2 separate regions of the Urocitellus parryii genome follow, and region 2 is linked to region 1. A link is a contact called in public Hi-C data. All regions are on one chromosome and are shown on one strand. The core of a region is the stretch at or near the end of the contact, and the rest is flanking DNA. Distances in the headings are between cores, read along the strand shown.

Evidence for each region. Hi-C and Micro-C count contacts between places; a contact is called where the count stands out from the background.
Region 2: a contact with region 1 is called in a Hi-C map of muscle, with 7 times the contacts expected there. The contact joins the promoter of Suds3 here to the promoter of Rpl6 in region 1. A contact is called at or near these places in 2 of 2 Hi-C or Micro-C datasets (liver and muscle).

What each region holds. Positions count from the first base shown.
Region 1 is chr3:143,542,462-143,546,402 of mUroPar1.hap1, forward strand. It overlaps Rpl6 (ribosomal protein L6), which reads left to right and starts at 2,251. Exons shown (of 7, transcript XM_026412067.1): 1 at 2,251-2,308; 2 at 3,197-3,433; 3 at 3,524-3,622. The coding sequence starts at 3,197.
Region 2 is chr3:144,016,362-144,020,479 of mUroPar1.hap1, forward strand. It overlaps Suds3 (SIN3A corepressor complex component SDS3), which reads left to right and starts at 2,603. Exons shown (of 12, transcript XM_026403407.2): 1 at 2,603-2,906. The coding sequence starts at 2,765.

The DNA of each region.
Region 1 (3,941 bases), core at 1,001-3,500:
TCACAGGTGACCCATCCACGGTATCCCAATTCTCCACAGGAACCCAATTCAATATGACTGTGGTGACTACATGCTGCCTGGTGGCCACAGGTACCCCCCTCGCCCCCCAGGGTCAATGTATCTCTTACCTGGGCTGAATCCTGCTGACTATGCCAATTGTCACACTGAATGCAAGGCTCAGGCCTGGGAAACAAGGTTTGGGAATCTGGCAGTTGAAAGAAGATGAGAGGCACTGTGGGAATATTGGTCATCCTTTATTGAGAGGTGGCAATTGATCCTAGCCAGACCCCTGAGCCATTTCCATAGGCCTTTTTTTATATAGAGGCCAAAGATGGCACACTGCTAACAGGTTACAGAAGCGGGTGTCTGCTCACAAGCAAATGTTTCTGACCTTGAGAACACACTGATCATGACATAGCTGATTCATGGCCTCGGTCACACATTAAAAGCATAACATGGCTCACTGGAAGCCTCAGCAAGGGAGCCTAACTATAGCCATTTGGGGCCTGCCCCAACATCAACTCTGACACTGTTGCCTTAAGTTCTTAATGAGCAAAACAAAAAGTTGTAACCTTATGTTGGTTCCTAGTAGTACTTTGAGAATTTTAATGGTCTGTGCACTTTTTTGACAGACCTGGAGCACTGATTGTCTGATGTTAAGGCTTCCAGTACAGAGGCTTAAAAAAAAAAAAAAAGTGTTCCAGAACTTTCTTATCTGAGTGTGGCAGCCAAGATTGAATGGAGGCATACAAAGGAAATCGGAGAGAAAATTTTTCAAACTCAGAAGTAACCTTGTAGCTGGGTGCAATGGTGCACACCTGTCATCCCAGCAACTTGGGAGGCTAAGGCAATAGGATCACAAGTTTGAGGCCAGACTCAGCAATTTAGCAAAGTCCTAGGCAATTTAGTGAGACCCTGTCTCAAATCAAACAAACAAAACAGCTGGGGAAGTGGCTCAGTGATAAAGTGCCCCTGAGCTCAATCCCCAATACCAAAAAAAAAAAAAAAAAACTTTTTAAAATTAAGAGTCAGTTTTACTACAAAGAACTTGGATTTTAGTTTATATAGAAGTGTTGAGAAGCCAGGAGTGGTGGCAAACACCTGTAATGCTGGTGGCTTGGAAGGCTGAGGTAAGAAGACAACAAGTTCAAAGTCAGTCTCAGCAATTTAGCAAGACCCTGTCTCAAAAAAAAAAAAAAAAAAAAAAAAAATTAAAAAGGGGGAGGGAGTTGTGGCTCTGTGATAAAGCACTTGCCTGGCCTCACTTGCATGAGGCCCTGGGTTTGATCCTCAGCACCACATATACATAAATAAAATAAAAGATCCACTGACAACTAAAAAAATATTTTTTTAAAAAATTAAAAATAAAGTACAAAATAGGCTGTGGATGTGGTGTTCAGTGTTTAGTGGTGTCCAGCTCCTGGGTTCAATCACTGATACCAAAAAAAAAAAAGTGTTGAAAAATTATTTTCACTACATCCTCACCTGGTTGATTTCCACGTTTAAAAGTTAAAGGGTCAGTTGGCATCGTGGTGCAGGCTTGTGATCCCAGCCGCTAGGGAGGCTGAGACAGGAGAATGGCGAAGCACTAAGCAGCTCAGTGAGACCCTGTCTCTAAATAAAATCTAAAATAGGCTTGGATAAAACTTAATTAAAAGCAAGTCAGTAATATTTTTTTTTCTTTTTAACTTTTCTGTAGTTGTAAACGGACAGCATACCTTTATTTTGTTTATTTTAATGAGGTGCTAAGGAGCGAACCCAGAGTCTCACGCATGCGCTCAGGCATTGAGCTACAGATCCAGCCCACTCATGTCAGTAATTCTTAAAATTTAAAAATAATTGATTGGCTTTGAAATGAAACACTATAAGTCAAAAAGCTCTTACCTTCACTTAATTTTTTGTTGTTATTGTTGTAGATGGACAGAAAGTCTTTGTTTATTTTTATGTGGTGCTGAGGATCGGACCCAGTACCTCACATTGCTAGGCAAGCACTCTGCCACTGAGCCACATCCCCAGCCCTATTTTTTTTATTTTATTTAGAGACAGGGTATCACTGAGTTGCTTAGCGCCTGGCTCTTATTGAGGCTAGCTTTGAGCTTGAGATCTCCTGTCTCAGCCTCCGGACCACCTACACTTCTTAATAGAAAAAAATAATTCCCTGTATAGGACTTACTACATATCCCAAGATGCAGGAGAAACTACATTTCCCATGATGCCTTAGTACAGGAAGGAAGTGAGAGGAGACCGCTTCCCGTCATTGCATATAGACCGGAAGCCCGGTACTTAGTTCTCTTTCCCATCTTGCAAGGTAAGGAAGGCGGCTCTCTTGGAAAGACTGAATTTCAAGACCTCAATCCTTCGCCATCCGAAACCCAAGGACGTTAAGTCGACACCTACAGGGGTCGAGCATGCTCAGGGTCAACTGAGAGGCCTTCCAGACGCTTTATTTCTTTGACCTGGATTGGCGGCGGGGAGTGAAGAGTGAGGTGGAATGCGGTGGAGGCTCCGGCTGTTCCCCACGCTCTGGGGCTGGGGAACCGGGGTCCCTGTGGGCTGCCGGAGCGAGCTGGTGGGGCCAGAGGGACGGGGCAACAGCGTGTGCTCCGGCGTTCTGAGCCCTGGTCACAAAATACGCTGCTCAACTAGTCTCAGCCACGTTGAGGTTTGAGGCTGAAGCCGGTTGCTCCCGCGTCTTCCCCCACGTCCCTGACCGGAAGTTGCTTCTTAGTCGTGGAGCCTGTGTCTTCGGGAATGACCCGAGTTTGGGCTGTCATTTCCCTAAACCGAATTTGTTGAATTGAGCTAGTGGTCTTAAGACTTGGGAGCAAAGATTTTTGAAAGCAAACGATTTCAAGCTCTGTACTCGCCGCTTCCGAACTTTGCAAATTTTGTTGAAGACTCTCCTAAGTTTTTAAGTTTGTAAAACAGTAATACTAAAGTAGGTCTCGCCGGATATTTAGCAAAAATCCAACGGGTGTAAGAGATTTGCAAATTCTCAAAAGTTTAGTCTGTTGGCAGGGGGACCCTAATATGGGTTAGTGTGGAGTTGGGGAAGAAAGCCAATATCTTAAGGGGGAAGGCTTGTAGAAGGGAAGCCCAGCCCATCTCTGTGTGCAGTTTTAATATTGCCTTGTTTTGGGGTGATTGATGAAATGTCTTTTTTTTTTTTTTTTTTTTTTTTTTTTTTTTTTGGTAGATGGCGGGTGAAAAGGCTGAGAAGCCAGACACTAAGGAGAAGAAACCTGGAGCCAAGAAGGCTGATGCTGTTGGCAAGGATAAAAAGGAAGACTCTACGGATAAGAAACCCAAGAAAGGAAAGCCCCACTGCAGCCGGAACCCTGTCCTCGTTAGAGGAATTGGCAGATACTCCCGATCTGCCATGTACTCCCGAAAGGCCATGTATAAGAGGAAGTACACTGCTGCTAAGTCCAAGGTATGGAAAGAAGAAAACCAATAACCATTATGTCTGCAGAGTATGCGTTCATTCTCTGTCTTTGACTTTTTGATGCATTTGTCTTTGTAGGTTGAGAAGAAGAAGAAGGAGAAGGTTCTTGCTACTGTTACAAAACCAGTCGGTGGTGACAAGAATGGTGGTACCAGGGTGGTTAAGCTTCGCAAAATGGTGAGATTTGGGGGAGGCTGTGAAATGGGATTTTTAGATTGAAGCTGAAAATTTAACTATGTTCTTGTGCACTTAAATAACACATAAGCTCCTGCTTACCAGAGGATTGCTAGTTGAAGATAAAGGTTCTGGTTTTGCAAAGTTGTCTTCAAAACATTTACTACATCTGATGTAAGCTGAGCTTTGTTTCTGATAGGTGTATAGTGAAAGTGAGACTGCATGAAATAAGTTACTTATACTGGAGTTGTAGCTCAGTGGTTGGGCTCTTGAATAACATGCACAAAGAAAGCCCTGGATTCCTTTGTGAATAAAAGAGGAG
Region 2 (4,118 bases), core at 1,353-3,852, 470 kb after region 1:
TTTCCTCACCCACCCAGAGTAAGTTAATGGACTTTGACAATTTGGCATTTTAAATAGTGGGGCTGGCAGGACTTTTGCTTCAGTCAGGTTCTGAACCAGATGTTTCCAGAGCTGTGTGGCCGAGTACCACTTTGGGAACAGATGCAGTAGAAGATTTCAAGTGGCAAACTTGATTTTGACATAACTTGATTTTTACAGGCATAAAGACTGAACAAAATCATATTAAACCACCATGAAGGATGGGTAAGACTAAAGCCATGAATTTTTTTTTGAGTAGGTTCTCCCTTCACCAAAGAGCATTTATTAGTTAAGAGCTCATCCCATCAGTTTCTCAGCTGGAAAGACTGAATAGAAAAAATGGGGTAAATGTTCACCACCCAAGAGTTTAGTTGTGTCTTTGCATTACATATAAAAAAATGCATGACCATTAACAGATGCTGTTTGCAACCAAGAAGACAAAACACAAGACAAAACCCCAGTCTCTCTCTGGACAAAAAACAAGACAAAAACCCCTGTCTCTCTCTCCGCCCCCCACCCCCCAGCTGGGGATTGAACCCAGCAGCACTCTACCACTGAACTAAATCCCCAGCCCTTTTTATTTTTTATTTTGAGACAAGGTCTCATGAACTTAGTTGCTTAGGGCCTCTTAAGTTGCTGAGGCTGGCTTTGAACTCGCAATCCTCCAGCCTCAGCCGCCCAAGTCACTGGAATTATAGGCATGTACCACTGCACCTGACTGGAAGGAAAAAAAAAAAAAAACAGTCAAAGGGCTGGGGATGTGGCTCAATCGGTGGTGTGCCTGGCATGCGTGGGGCCCAGGTTGGATCCTTAGCACCACATACAAACAAAGATGTTGTGTCCGCCGAAAACTAAAAAATAAATATTAAAAAAAATTCTCTCTCTATCCTCTCTTCACTCTCTCTTAAAAAAAAAAAAAGTCAACATTCAACAATGAAATCAACTATTTTCTGATTCATTATATCAATGAACTCTGATTTCTAACATGGTGGTCCTTTTTTGCTTTATGAATATTGTTACTGATATGAACTCTATTTGCTCCATGTAGTTGATTACAAATAATTTAGATGTGATCCAAAAAATTTGGCTAAAACTCTGAGAGAAAAAGGAAAAAAAAAAAAAAAAAAAGAGAAGGAAAATGACTTCATCTTTTGGACAAGAGACAATCCTGAAATTCTAGTTTAAATATAGACAGCGGACCTACAGTGAGCTGAGAATGCCTCTTATTGAGAAGGACCTTCAGAAGATTGCTGAACTCCTGGAAAGACATCTCAGCATTCCATTCTGCAAATTTTTGTGTTTTGTTGGGAGGAATTATCCCTTACAGAGAGAGCCAAGATTTTAATTAAAACAAGGTAGTAAATAAGAAACATCAAAATAAATGGTAGGAGAATAAAATTATACATTTTTAGAAGGCTCTGGGGGCCAATTTAGAGATAAATTGTGATCACATGGGTTCTAAGTATCAGAATGCTGTGTTAGGCTCCACCCTGGTTTTCACATCTATGTTTGGTTTTATTACTTATTACTTTTTCTACGAAGACTTGTATCTAAAATAGAATGAGGTTACTTTGGACAGACCATTAAACACCTCTGGGCACTTTTTTTTATTTTTGTTTCTTGTTACAAACAACTAGACCACGCTGTTCTCCGCAAAAGGGATACCCTAAATTCGTTTGCTAAGCAAAATCTGTTACACTGTCTTCCCTTTCTAGTCAGAGGGAATCACACAAATTAACTCATGCAGATACTCAGCTTTTTACCCCCGAGTTTTAGCCAAATTGCTTCCTGTAGGCAAATGCTCTGCTCATTCAGTTGAGAGTCGGTTAGTAAGCTACTGGACTGGTGCAAAAACGGTTTCTAAAAATTAATGTTCAAGGAAACATGAGGCAGAAGCATGGGTCTGGTGGTCTTTATAAATCAAGCACACTGGACGCTGCCATTTTCTTCCCCTTAGACAAATGACAGCTCTTCTCGCCATTCGTAAAATCAGGAAAAGACCGTGTGGAGTCCAGCTGTGCAACAGAAAGGATTCCCAAGGACTGGGAAAGTAGGGTTTTGCGGACCCAGGACCGAATATCAGCATCCTTGTCTTTATTTCAGTTCTTCATCTAGGGGAGGAGCCAGGCTCCCCCACCACTCCCCCTGCAAGACAACGCCTACTCTGGCCGTCCAGATTCCTGACTTATTAAGAGGATATGCATGTTGTTCACCTGCTAAAATCAGAGTCCACTTCCACCTGCCCAAGGCGGGGCAAACCTTCCGCCCCTCAGGTCGCTTACTATCCTCGTTTTAGGTTTGGCTCCGGGCGCCGCCTGGCGGCTGTTTCCGGAAGTCTCGTTGGAGACTCGGGGTCCTGGCTGCGGGTAGGGCTGTCCGTATATTTGCCTAACTCCAGGGAGCCGGCCTCCGCCCCTCCTCCACTGCCTGTTGATGATTTTAAGTCGGCGAGGAAAGGGCTGGGATTCCCGCAAAAAGGGCGTCCGGGGTCCTCCCCACCCTCTCAAGGATGGCGGAGTCAGGCCGTCTTCGGGCAGCTCGCGACCCGGAAGTCGCCTGCGGCGCGAGGCCCCCGTTGCCGAGCGCGGGCGCGGGGGGCGGAGCTCGGCGCAGACGGGGAAGGGGTCGCTGGGGCTCTAGCTCCTCAGGTTAGGGGTTCCCTCCGGCGCTGCTAGGCAGGCGTCGAGTCCCCAGAGCCGGTGGCTGTGATCTCCCGGGGGCACGCTCAGCGGCGGCTAAAGACGACATGAGTGCTGCGGGGCTGTTGGCTCCGGCTCCGGCCCCGGCTGGAGCGCCGCCGGCCCCGGAGTACTACCCGGAGGAGGACGAGGAGCTGGAGAGCGCCGAGGACGACGAGCGCAGCTGTCGGGGCCGCGAGTCTGACGAAGGTGCGTCCTCTAGGTCGCCCGACGGCGGTGGGCTGGGGTGGGGCTGCACGGGAGAGGGGCGGGGCGGCCTCCGGGGCTTGGGGCTGGCTGGAGGGGCCGCTCTGGGGGGACGGGGCAGCCCGGGTGCTTCGTACCCTCCAGTCAAGGGAGGAGGGGGCTGGAGGTAGTGAGAGCTGCTGGTCCCTTTAAGACAAGCCCCCCACCCCCCACCCCCCAGCCCAACCGTTGAACCTCAGAGTCTTCGCGGGTTGGAATGGGAAAGTCATCCACTGAGTTCCTTGAGTAGTACTCCCCCCGCCCGCCCCGAGGATCAGAGTGGAGGCCAGTTTGGCTTCTTCGGTCCCAAGTCCCCTGAAATGCTTAAATGAGCTTCATTTACGCGGTACAGCGCGCGATAGAGAATACAGGTTAAAAGGACGGGACCTGCAACCAGCTAGCCTAGGTTTGAATTTGGCTGTCATTTAAACCAGCTTCGTAACCGTAGACAACTTGAACCAACTGCAATGGTGTCCCAAGTCGTCCCCTTTCTTAGGGAAGGTGTGAGGATTAAATGAGATAACGTGCATCAAGTACTTGGCCGGTCACCACTGGAAAAACAGGCACAGGAGGAGGTAGGGATTTACTTTATGGCGCCCAGACATATTTTCGGTTCCATGCTCTTTATATTATCATTTACTGCCTCTCAGCCTTGCTTTTCAAATTGGGCTTTACCTATTGGCAAGTGTGAGCAAAACTGTTTTGGAGGCATTGAGGAAGGAAACTGTCTGCAGGAGGAGAAAGGTGAAGAAATGTAAAAAGGGCAAGCAAGAAAGAGGTGATAGAGACTGATGAACCGGTGGAATATTCTGGCACAAAATAGGGCCGTAAAAGCAAGAGCTAGACCAGCTGTCTGGAATGAAGTCTGTTTTAATCATCTCAGTCTCCCCAGTGCCAAATAATGTGGCAGGCTGGCACATGACAGGTGAAGGTCTCTTCCGCTGAAGGAAGGGAGAAGAGTTAGTGGAGAATTGGATCTGCAACAGCCTCTCAAAGGCAGCTGCATATAGGGAAAATAAAGTTGAAGAAACTTACATTTAGTTTAACCACATCCCAAGGCAAGACTGAACCAGAGATTTATAATGTGAAATACATGTAATGCTTTTAATACCCACCAGGGGGAGTGATGAAGCTAAATTTTATTTATTTTTTTCCTCCTTGAAAGTATAAGGGGCT